Linked DNA regions of Mus musculus: region 2 is linked to region 1. Evidence: chromatin contacts called from public Hi-C data. All regions are on one chromosome and are shown on one strand. The core of a region is the stretch at or near the end of the contact, and the rest is flanking DNA. Distances in the headings are between cores, read along the strand shown.

The links. Hi-C and Micro-C count contacts between places; a contact is called where the count stands out from the background.
Region 2: a contact with region 1 is called in a Hi-C map of Th1 cells, with 2.9 times the contacts expected there. The contact joins the promoter of Ncmap here to the enhancer-like site in region 1. A contact is called at or near these places in 1 of 484 Hi-C or Micro-C datasets (Th1 cells), 3 of 115 datasets of contacts at active chromatin or transcription factors (embryonic stem cells and pancreatic cancer cells) and 3 of 9 other capture datasets (adipose tissue, liver and pancreatic islet).

Annotation. Positions count from the first base shown.
Region 1 is chr4:135,314,266-135,319,468 of GRCm38.p6, forward strand. No RefSeq gene overlaps it. Among named protein-coding and RNA genes, the nearest start is that of Gm12984, 11 kb to the left of the region's middle. Within about 2 kb of position 3,921, at least 19 of the 459 cell types and tissues checked have an H3K27ac peak or open chromatin away from gene starts, as enhancers often do. A contact at or near this core is called in Th1 cells, where this site is marked.
Region 2 is chr4:135,396,224-135,402,250 of GRCm38.p6, forward strand. Ncmap (noncompact myelin associated protein) reads right to left here and starts at 2,004. Exons shown (of 5, transcript NM_145555.2): 1 at 1,660-2,004.

The DNA of each region.
Region 1 (5,203 bases), core at 2,671-5,170:
GTTGGCCTTGAAACTCTCAGAGATCCACTTGTCTCTGCCTCCTGAGTGTTGAGATTAAAGGCATGCGCCACCTTGTCTAGCTGCGTCTCTTTTTTCAATGCCTCATCAGTGGCCTGCCTTGTCCTAAGAAAAGCAACACAGCGGCTACACCGGGACCTCCTGCCGCCTCTGGTTGAGCCACTGTGGCAGCCACGTCTTCACCACAGTGACAGATAAGCCCTTGTCAATGTCTCTCCCTGAGTCCGTTCTGCCACCCGTTTTGTCATAGTAAAGGATACAGTCACAGGTCTTGACAGCGAGTCCCTCGTGTGACCTGTAGCACCCAGATATTGCATAGCCCCGTTTTCCATCAGCACCTGGCCCTGTGTCCTCACTGGCTTCCGGGAGAATGCGTCAGTGATGGTGGTTCCTCAAATGTCCTATCATTTGTCAGAAGTGAGTCCGTAGCATTATCAGACATACCAACTCAGCCTGTACATCCATAAGGGGCACCCAGAGCCCCAGAGAGAGATAAGGGCTTGCCCAAGCTCACCAGCAAGGGCTGACGGGAACAGGTCCCAAGCTCTACCCACATGGACACATAGCTCCTCCACCTTCTTCCTGAAAGGAGACTGGCCCAGGTGAATGTTTAAAGGCTACATCCAGGATGGGAGATTCATGCCTGAGTCAGTCAGTCCCCTAGGAAGGCCCAATGTTCTGAGTCCTCAGTCCACAGAACTGTGAATTTCACAGAGGCAGAGAGGCCATGGATCAGTGGACTTTGCCTAGTTGTATGATAAAATACCAGTGTTTGCCAAGGGTCTGTCTTTATGAGCCTGGGTTCAGCTCTCAGGATTGCACTTGACAGGTACAGGTTGTAGTGGTTTGCATGAAAATGACCCCCAGGTAGGCTCCAGTGTTTGAATTCTTGATGCTTAACTGGTGGAACTGATTGGGAAGGATTAGGAGGTGTGTCCTTGGTAGAGGATGTGTCCACCAGGAGTGGGCTTGGAGGTTTCAAAAGATGCATGCCATTCCCAGTATCTTGCTCTGTGTCATACTTTGCAGGACCACGATGTGAGCTCTCAGTTGTTCCTGCCCTTGTGTTTTGTGTTTTTGTTTTGCTCTGTCAGCGAGGACTCTAACCCTCCGAAGCTGAAGCCCATTTAACCACTTCCCTTTATAAGTTGCCTCGGTCATGCACGTTTTATCACAGTAATGGAAAAGTAACCAAGACACAGGGTGAGTGGCCTGGCAACTTCCAGCTACAGCCATCAGCATGGGGGAAGTCTGGGCGGGCTGGAACTCGAAGAGTCTGCTGACATCCCATCCCTTCCAGAGCAGAGGGCAGGGAACTAGTGCTGGATCGCTGGTGCTCAGTTGCCTCTCTCCGCAGGCAGGACCCAGGGTCTGCTCACAGTGAAGAAGACTCTTCCCTCTTCAATGATATCAGGCTGGAGAGATAGCTCAGTGGTTAAGAGCACTGACTACTCTTCCGAAGGTCCTGAGTTCAAATCCCAGCAACCACATAGTGGCTCACTCACAACCACTTGTAGTAAGATCTGACGCACTCTTCTGGAGTGTCTGAAGACAGCTACAGTGTAGTTACAGATAATAAATAAATAAATCTTAAAAAGAAAAAGAAAGAAAAAGAAATGATATCAAGGAATACGAGCCTGCTGGTGAGGAACTGAGGCGTCCTGACGGCTGCAGCGTGAGTGGGGCCATCTGGGTCCCCAGTGTCAGTCAGGCCTCCTGCCTAACCCTAAACACTGTAACAGCATTTTATGATGGATGCATCAAAAACCACACGCCACTACTGCGGACCTAGATTACTTCAAATCTCCAACCTCCTGAATTGTGTCAGGTCGTGCCATTTTGAGGCAGGATAGCCATGCAATGAAAATTAAGGGGCCACAGGAAAGGCACCTCCCACTCTAGGCTGTCACTGACGTCAAGGATCCCATAACAATTATGATTTGTTATGAAGGCCGCCTGCATATACATGATGGTCCATTGTTTGTTCATTTGTTTGGAGACAGGGTTTCTCTCCATAGCCCTGGCTGTTCTGGAACCAGCTCCATAGACCAGGCTGGCTTAGAACTAAGAGATCCATTTGCCTCTGCCTCCCAAGTGTTGGGATTAAAGATGTGTGCCACCATTATTTGGCCCACGATAATCCTTTTATGTAGATATTTAAAACTAGAATGTGAAAAGATGGGGCTGCAGAGATGGCTCAGGGATGAAGAACTCTCGCTGCTCTTCCAGAGGACCTGGATTCAATGACTAGAACTTATGGGGCAGCTCACAACAGCCTATATATATATGGGTACACTGTAGCTGTACAGATGGTTGTGAGCCTTCATGTGGTTGTTGGGAAATGAACTTTTTTAGGACCTCTGCTTGCTCTGGTCAGCCCCACTCGATCAGGTCAGCCCTGCTTGCTCAGTCCCTGCTTGCTCCGGCCCAAAGATTTATTATTATACATTAAGTAAGTACACTGTAGCTGACTTCAGACGCACCAGTAGAGGGTGTCAGGTCTCATTAAAGATGGTTGTGAGCTACCATGTGGTTGCTAGGATTTGAACTCAGGACCTTCATAAGAGCAATCAACGCTCTTACCTGCTGAGCCATCTCACCAGTCCACTGCCTGTAATTCTAGTTTCAGAGAACCAAGGCTAAGTATGCACATGGTGGGCAGACATTCCTGTAGGGGAAAATTCATACGCATTGAAAAGAGATATCAGAACGGCAGGGAGCCCGGCTTAAGCCTGAGCGTGTATGGCCTTTTGCTCCTTCCTAGATTCAAACTTGGAGTATTCCAGGAATCTCACAAATGAGACTATAAGAGACCCTGTATACAATGAAAATGTCTCAGCTTCCCCGAGTCACCCTGTGACCCATGCCCCTTCTCAGCGCGCTCTAGAACCTGCCCTGTCATCTTCAAGGCTCTTATCAAACATCTAAGCCCTCATAAGCCCTCCAGGTCCTGTACGCTAGGCCACTGGAAGGACACTGAGGCGGATGTTCCCTCTCGAAAAGCCCTCACACCTTTAATCCTAGCACTTGGGAGGCAGAGGCAGGCTGATTTCTGAGTTTGAGGCCAGCCTGGTCTACACAGCAAGTTCCAGGACAGCCAGGGCTATATAATGAGACCTTGTCTCAACAAAACAAAACATAAACCAAAACCACTCCAACAGATAGACGGTAAGTGAGCAGTTGCAGCGGAACAAACCTTACCCTTGAGTTTGAACCCCGGATCTGATATAAAGTGGGAAGAATGGGCTTTGTGAAATTGTTCTGACTTCCACATGAGCACTGGGGCACACATAAATGCATATTTATACAGCATACACGGATGGAAATGCACTCAACAATATTAAAAATAAATAACATCTGCTAGGCATGGCGGCACATGCCTTTGCTTAATCGCAGCTCTTGGAGACAGGGCATGCAAGCTATCGGAGTTGAAAGGCAGCCAGGTTCACATACTGAGTTCCTGGCCAACCAAAGCTACATAGATGGCTCAGTGGTTGACAGCAATGGCTGCTCTTCCCAGAGGACTGGGTTTTAATCCCCAGCAACCTTGTGCAACCATCTGTAACTCCTGTCCTGGGGAATCCAATGGCCTCTGAGGGCATGCACACAGGAGGTACAAACAAACAAAGACATATGCATTCAAGCAAAATATCCACCTCTTTCCTTTCTCTTACACACACACACACACACACACACACACACACACACACACACACACACACACAGAGGAACTGAGTTCAAGGTCATCCTTGACCATGCAGCAAGTTCATGGTCAGCCTGGGTTATATGAGATCCTGCCTAAAATAACAATAAAAAGAAAATGACCAAGCAAGCACAGGAGTCTTAGGACTGCACAGTATGCCAGCTCACTCTGTGGCCAAGCAGGGACTAGGCGCCACCTAGTGGACAAATCTGAGGACAGCTGGGACCAGGAAAGAATGGAAAGCCTCTGTGCCTATCCGGACACTGCCAAAGAAATTTGGGGTTTGTTTTTTTAAGACTTATTATATGTAAGTACACTGTAGCTGTCTTCAGACACACTAGAAGAGGGCATCAGATCTCATTACAGATGGTTGTGAGCCACCATGTGGTTGCTGGGATTTGAACACAGGACCTCCGGAAGGGTAGCCAGTGCTCTTAACTGCTGAGCCATCTCTCCAGCCCAATTTTGGGTTTTGCTTGGTTGAAATTTGCCATTTGATAATGGAATATTTTTTCCCCTAAGGCAGGATCTCACTATATTGCTCTGATTGGCCTGGAAATTGCCTGGAAATTGCTATGTAGATCAGGCTGTCCCTCCACTCCCAGTGGGCTCCGTGAATGACTACGATGTACATGTGATGTCTCACCTTACGGTTTTATGCTGATTCACCATTTAATTTATGAGGACACTATAGAAATGATGCTAAACAGAGGTCCAAATTCTAGTAACTTCTATGTTCAGAAATGGGTCAGGAAACGATGGCCGAGCCTTCAAGATGAAGACGGTGCCGAGGAAGCTGACCGCCTCCTGTGCTTGAGTCCAGTTAGTGCTGCTGGCTGAGATGCTGACTGATCTTGCTGGCGTGGCCTTGTGCAGTAACTCTAGCTTCTGTTGAGTTCACAAGCAACTAACTAGGGGGGAAGGCCCTTCTGCTGTTGCCTAAGTTACAGACATGTGCTCCATTTTTGAGATGGGACTCAAAAATGAGTAGAGACTGGGTTAGCCTCTAAACAGCTTCAACTAGCTGTATAGGCAAGGACTGCTGTCAGGTTTCAGTTGGAAAGAATGAAAGCTCCTGTGTTGCATGGGTCAGCCACAAATGTTCCAACTGTCAGGCTAAACAGAAGCAAATACTCCGACTGTTTATACAGGGAGTCCGCATTGTAGTCGCTCAACACTGCTTCTCCTGTCTCACACGGGGTTGGTTTCCACATGGAAGAACACAGAAAGCTCTGCACATGAGACTATTCCCAGCTCTAGAGTCCTCTAGGATTGTCTTCACTGAGTACCTTGTTTCTTCATTATAACTCACTGTAGGTTCCATGTAAAACCAGCTCACTGCTTAAGTCTTTTGATTTAGTTTAGTTTTTTTTTTTTTGAGACAGGGTTTCTCTGTGTAGCCCTGGCTGTCCTGGAACTCATTCTGTAGACCAGGCTGCCCTCAAACTCAGAAATCTGCCGGCCTCTGCCTCCTGAATGCTG
Region 2 (6,027 bases), core at 754-3,253, 80 kb after region 1:
GGGGACATGGGTGAAGAAAATCACAGTTCTGCCAGGACTGCCTCAAAGCCAAGAGCGCAGGTCTACAGTCCACAGAAAACTCCCCGAGTGTCTACATGTCCCCTGCAGTGCTGGGGGTGGGAACAGTGAGGGGGGCACTCAGCATCCATGCTCCTCCCTGTTCACTTAGAGTTCACAGTGAGACACAGGTGGGTTCGCTGTATGTACGTATGTATGTATGTATGTATGTATGTATGTATGTTCTGCCTGCATATATGCCTGCAAGCCAGAAGAGGGCGCCAGACCTTATCATAGATGGTTGTCAGCCATCATATGGTTGTGGGACTTGAACTCAGGACCCCTGGAAGAGCAGTCAGTGGTCTCAACTTCTGAGTCATCTCTCCAGCCCTATTTACTTATTTTTAAGGATTGTATTACTATCTAGCCTGGGCTGGCCTTGAACTTGAGACAAGCCTCACCCTTCACCCTCGTGAGTACTGAAATTACAGGCATAAGCAAGACCCAAGTAAGTGCTACAAGAGGCCTTGACCTTGCCTTTCTGGGGGACCGTGTCCCTGTCTCTGTCCCTCTGGATGCCCGCACTCCCACCAGCCTCAATCCTCGTCAGATCTTTGCTACTCATGTTATCACATGGCCACCTGGAGGTCACCAGAACCAGACAGGCTCGGGATAGTGTTTACTGCTGTTATATACAAGCCTGTGTCCAGCCTGAGCTACAGTTCAGGTGGTGATATGAGTCCAGTTGGAGAATTAGGAATTAGGTGGGCAATCCCAACCACAGAGACCAGGGGAGCCTATCTTCAAGCCCAGCTCAGCCGCCTGTGCCTGCTCACCACACACACCAGGAGGTGCCCAGCTCCACCCGATGCTGCCACTCTTTTTTGTTTTGTTTTGTTTTTTGTTTTGGTTTTTCGAGACAGGGTTTCTCTGTGTAGCCCTGGCTGTCCTGGAACTCACTTTGTAGACCAGGCTGGCCTCAAACTCAGAAATCCGCTTGCCTCTGCCTCCCAAGTGCTGGGATTAAAGGTGTGCGCCACCACGCTCCACAATGCTGCTGCCACTCTTAAGCCCCTGGTTTAACTACGAGCCCAGCTTTACTGGAGCTGGTGAGGCAATTGTGAACCAGACACAGTCCCTGGCCCCAAGGAGCCAGTCTGGCAAAAAGGAATAGCTTACATAAAATCAAATCACCGGTTCGTTTAGATACAAGAAAGTTTCACTTAGGTACAAGAAACCGAATTGGTAAGAAGAGGCTGCCTCAAGGCGACAGCCAGCCAGGCCGAGGCGGAGACTCGGATTGGGTACCACTCCACTCCGGCTTCTTTGCTCCTTTCGCAGCTTCTCAAATCCCCCAACCCCTCTTCCAAGAAGAATCTTCCTCCCGCACCCCAGAGCTTCCCCACCCAGCCCCTTTGGAGGCAGGAATCCATTTCCTTCCACCTCAAGGTACCCGGGACTGGAATCTCCCACTATCAAGGAGCGGCTGATTCAACATCTCGCTTATTGACTCTGGTACGAGCCCGGGCCCCTTTTCCGGGTGCTGGTCTCATTGGACTGCACAGCTCCTGGGGCCTCGGAAGGAGCGTGCTCTCCTGGATGCCCAGTTTATAAACCAGGAGAGCTCAGGACCCGAGGGGGAGGGGAGTTCAAGGCTCCTACCTCTCGTAGGCTTTTCTTCCGGGAGTCCAGGTCGCTCCCTGTGACTTCGTAGGAGCGGACAAGGAAACCACCAGCTTTCCGCATGCCAGAGATGTAGCCCCGAATGCACCCAGCTTCGGGGTGCTTCTCAGCTTGCACCCTGAACACCTCTGTGCACCGGTGTCTGCAGACAACCGGGAGATGTTGCTGACCTTTCAGCTACCGGCTCACGCCAAGGCGCGCGCCAGGCTGGGGACCCCTGGGGGTCCGGAGAGCTATCTTCCGCGGGCCTGAGCCCCTGTGCGCTGTCCTTCCAAGCCCCCGCGTTCCGTGCCCTGCGCCCTACCTGCTCCACACCCCAGCCCCGCCTCTTGCAGCCGCCGCTGTCGCCTCCGGGTCCTGTCCCGCCCCATCCCTCCCAACTAGTGACCACCCTCCCCCATCACCTGCCCAGCGCTCCCGCCCCGCCCGCAGTGTCCCCACGTCGCTCTCTCCTCCTGCCGCTCAGGGGACTTCAGGTCTGGCACCCCCCCGCACCCACTTCTTCCAGGTTGGAATTGTGAGAAGACAAAAGAGGAGGAAGGGACCTCGCGTTGACGGAGAGCTGAATCGGATGAAGCGAGCTGATGGAGTGAAAGTGTGGACCAGCTGTGGGATCCGAGGACCAGAGGACTGGCAGTTTACAGGTGACAGAAATTCCTCCTGAGCGTGATTAGAAACTAATTTTCTAGTAGTACACAGGCAGCAGAGGCAAGGGGATTGCTGCAAGTTCAAGGCTGGCTCCGAAAACATAGTACGTTTCAGCTAGCATGGGTCAGTGGGTAAAGTGCTTGCCTAGCAAGCGTGAGAAAATTCCCTGTTTCCTGCCTAAAAGTTAGCACGGAGGGTGGGGTGGGCTTAGAAGATGAGCTTAACATAAGTTCAGTTCCCAGCACCCACATCAGGAAAGGCACGATTGCTTCTAACTCCATCCCCTCCCACATGAACACATGCACACACAAAATTTAAAAAAAGAATTATTGGGCTGGTGAGATGGTTCAGCGGTTAAGAGCACTGACTGCTATTCCGAAGTTCAAATCCCAGCAACCAAATGGTGGCTCACAGCCACCTGTAATGAGATCTGACGCCCTCTTCTGGTGTGTCTGAAGACAGCAACAGTGTACTTATTTATAATAAATAAAATCTTTTTTTAAAAAAAAGAATTATTGCTTCACCAACGAAAATAAAAAACAGCACTCCCACTTTCAACTAGGCTGTGCGCATCTTCACGGTCTCCGGGTGCCACACGGTCTCTCCAGCACACGGTAGGCTCACAACCAGATTTAAGAGATCCTTGTATAAACAGGGAAATGAAGTACCAGGAAGACAAGGTGGGCCTCAGGTCCCCAGAAGGTAAAGTGGCAGACTGGGAGTAGAGCCAGGAAGTGACTGGGTCTGGACCGAGCGCCCCTGAGTTGCTTCCATGGCTCAGTGTGAAGCAACTTCTGTATTAGTCAGGGTTCTCTAGAGTCACAGAACTTACGGATAGTCTCTATATAGTAAAAGAATTTATTGATGACTTACAGTTGGCAGCGCAATTCCCAACAATGGTTCAATCGCAGCTGTGAATGGAAGTCCAAGGATCTAGCAGTTACTCAGTCTCACACAGCAAGCGGGCGAAGGAGCAAGAGCCATGGAAGAGTTACTTGTACTTTGATAGGAAACTCCGTCGTGGGTTTGTTGACACATGCTGTTAGACAATACCATGCATGATTCACTGCCTCACCAAAGACGGAGTGGCCACACATGATGGAGGAGGGCAAGGTAGGGGGCACTCCTGGCTCTGAACTAGAGTAGGGTCTCTTAGGGACATTCTGGGATGTTTCCAGATCCTCTTCTGGGTATGGGTACAAGATCTCAGTTGTTAGATGGCCTTGGGTTCAAATTCTGATCCATTGTTTACTAATTCCAAGACAGGTGTGGCTATGGCTATGGCTATGTGTCTTCAGCTCCGTGCTACTATGGCAAGGACTAGAAATGAGGTGCTTCAGGTGATGGGCAGGCTGGGGACATTTATATTTATTCATAGAGCCAGAGAGAAATGTACACACGCCGGGCGTGGTGACGCACGCCTTTAATCCCAGCACTCGGGAGGCAGAGGCAGGCGGATTTTTGAGTTCGAGGCCAGCCTGGTCTACAAAGTGAGCTCCAGGACAGCCAGGGCTACACAGAGAAACCCTGTCTCGAAAAACAAAACAAAACAAACAAACAAACAAAAAAAGAAGTGTACACACACACACACAGTTCCCTCTGAGAGATCTGTTTATGGTCCTCCTATCTTCTGTATCTCTGTCCATCTCTTCCTTTCTCCCCTAACATACCACATCAGAACAAGTTCTCACACTCCTATAATGAAGGGACATAGAGACAGACCCTTTCTTTCCCCCAGTTTTTTCTTTTTTAAAATATTTACTTTTATCTTATGTGCATTGGTGTTTTGCCTGTATGAATGTGTATGTATGTCTCTGTGAGAGTTTAAGATTTTGGAGTTACAGATAGTTGTAACCTGCCATGTGGGTGCTGGGATTTGAACCCCGGTCCTCTGGAAGAGCAGTCAGTGCCTTTAGTGCCTTTAACCACTGAACCATCTCTCTAGTGCCCCTCCCCCCTTTAAAACTATAACCAAGACCAGGCAGCCCAAGTGTAGAAGACTGAAGGCGTTCTTTATCCGCTACTCTGGTCCAGCATTAAAGCCCTGGAATGTTCACTCTGGGTTAGCGTCTTTGAGCAACGGGCATCACCACAGAAGCCCTGCCCTGCTTAATGGACCTCACCTCCAGTGAAGTGGGGTTCTGGGGTGGGGTACAAGATGATTCATCTACAAAAGGGAGAGAACCGGAGAAGTTCTGTGGAGGAAACAATACCTTCTGTCTCAGAACGTTCCAGGTGGGAAGGCAGTGACCTCTCTCCACAAGACAGGGACAGGCAAACACCCTCTTAGGAACAACCTGGTTGTGTCCTGTGTGGGCAAAGCCTATAAGCAGAAAGTCACCCAAGAGGGGACCCTGAGGGGAACGCTGAGGTCAGAGGTCATGGTGAGGCCTTATCCTGACAGGGGGAAGAGCTCAGGCTTCATTTTAAGGATGGGGTTTCTCCCTTAAAGAAGCCGGGAGGGTGAGAAGGAAGGTCACACTCTGGTCTAGCCCTTGTTCCAGTAGATCACTGGAGCTGGTGCCAGGGATAGAGAAAGCTAGCTGGAAAGTGGTGTGGTATGTGTGTGTGTGTGTGTGTGTGTGTGTGTGTGTGTGTGTGTGTAAGGAGTGGTTGGGGCTTATCTGGAGGAAGGCAGGCAGAGGACTGATGCTATTCTAAGACAGGTTATGGTAGCCTGGCCACTGATGCTACAATTCATGTCCCCTGCTTTCGAGGCTTCTGGGCCTAGAACCCCAAGGCCTTGTGCACACTAGGTAACTAGGCAGGTGCTCACCACTGGGCCACACCATCAGAATCTTGACCCTTCTTCTGGCCAAGGGAGTATACACCCAGAGTCTGTGCTAGAGGGGTGGAAAATAAGCCTCTGATTCGTGCGCCTGTCGAGTAGAAGTACTTGTTGGTGACAGAACAGGTGGATCTCTGTGAGTTTGGGGCAGCCTGATCTACATTGTGAGCTCCAGCCAAGCAGCACAGCATATTGAGTCCAGTATTGGTGTGGTGCTTGATGACTGTATTCAGTATTGAGAACTACAGAGCCTGAGGCAGAAGGAGAGACCCAGGCTGCCTTGGTCTGCATAGTGAATTTTAGGCAATCCTGGGCTACATAATAAGACCCAGTCTCAAAACAAAACAAAAGACTCCAAACAAACAAAAAAGGAGGAGGAAGAAGAGGAAGAGGAGAAAAGGAATTTGGGGAGGGGAGAGATGTCCCTTTTCAGGGGAAAGCCCCCAAATGCATCAGGCTCCTTCCAAGTTTGTTAGCACAGGATGACTCAGGGAAGCCCTATCCTTGGGCACTGACTGGGGTATTCCGTTTTGAGACACAGTCTCACTGTTTGGTGCTAGGGATAGAGCCCAGGACTTTGTGAACATTAAGAGAACACTCTCCCCGCTGAGCCTCAGCCCCAGCCTGGCCCTGGAAGTTGGTTTTATCTCAGTTAGGATTGCCCAGTCTCTTCTCTCAAAGCCGTGGTCTGCCGTTTATGGCTTTGAAGAGGGTTGCTGGGGAACAGGCACACGTTGTTGTACGGGATTAAAGTGTAGTCTCAGTGGGGAGCCAACACTGGCTCAGAGACAACTAAGTACACAGTGATTACACTAGAACTAGAGCGTGCATGTGGGAGCCAGTTTTCCAGGCTGATGGCTTTTGAAATGAATTCTTTACCTGTCAGCCAAGGAGGGGGCAGAGGCAGCAGC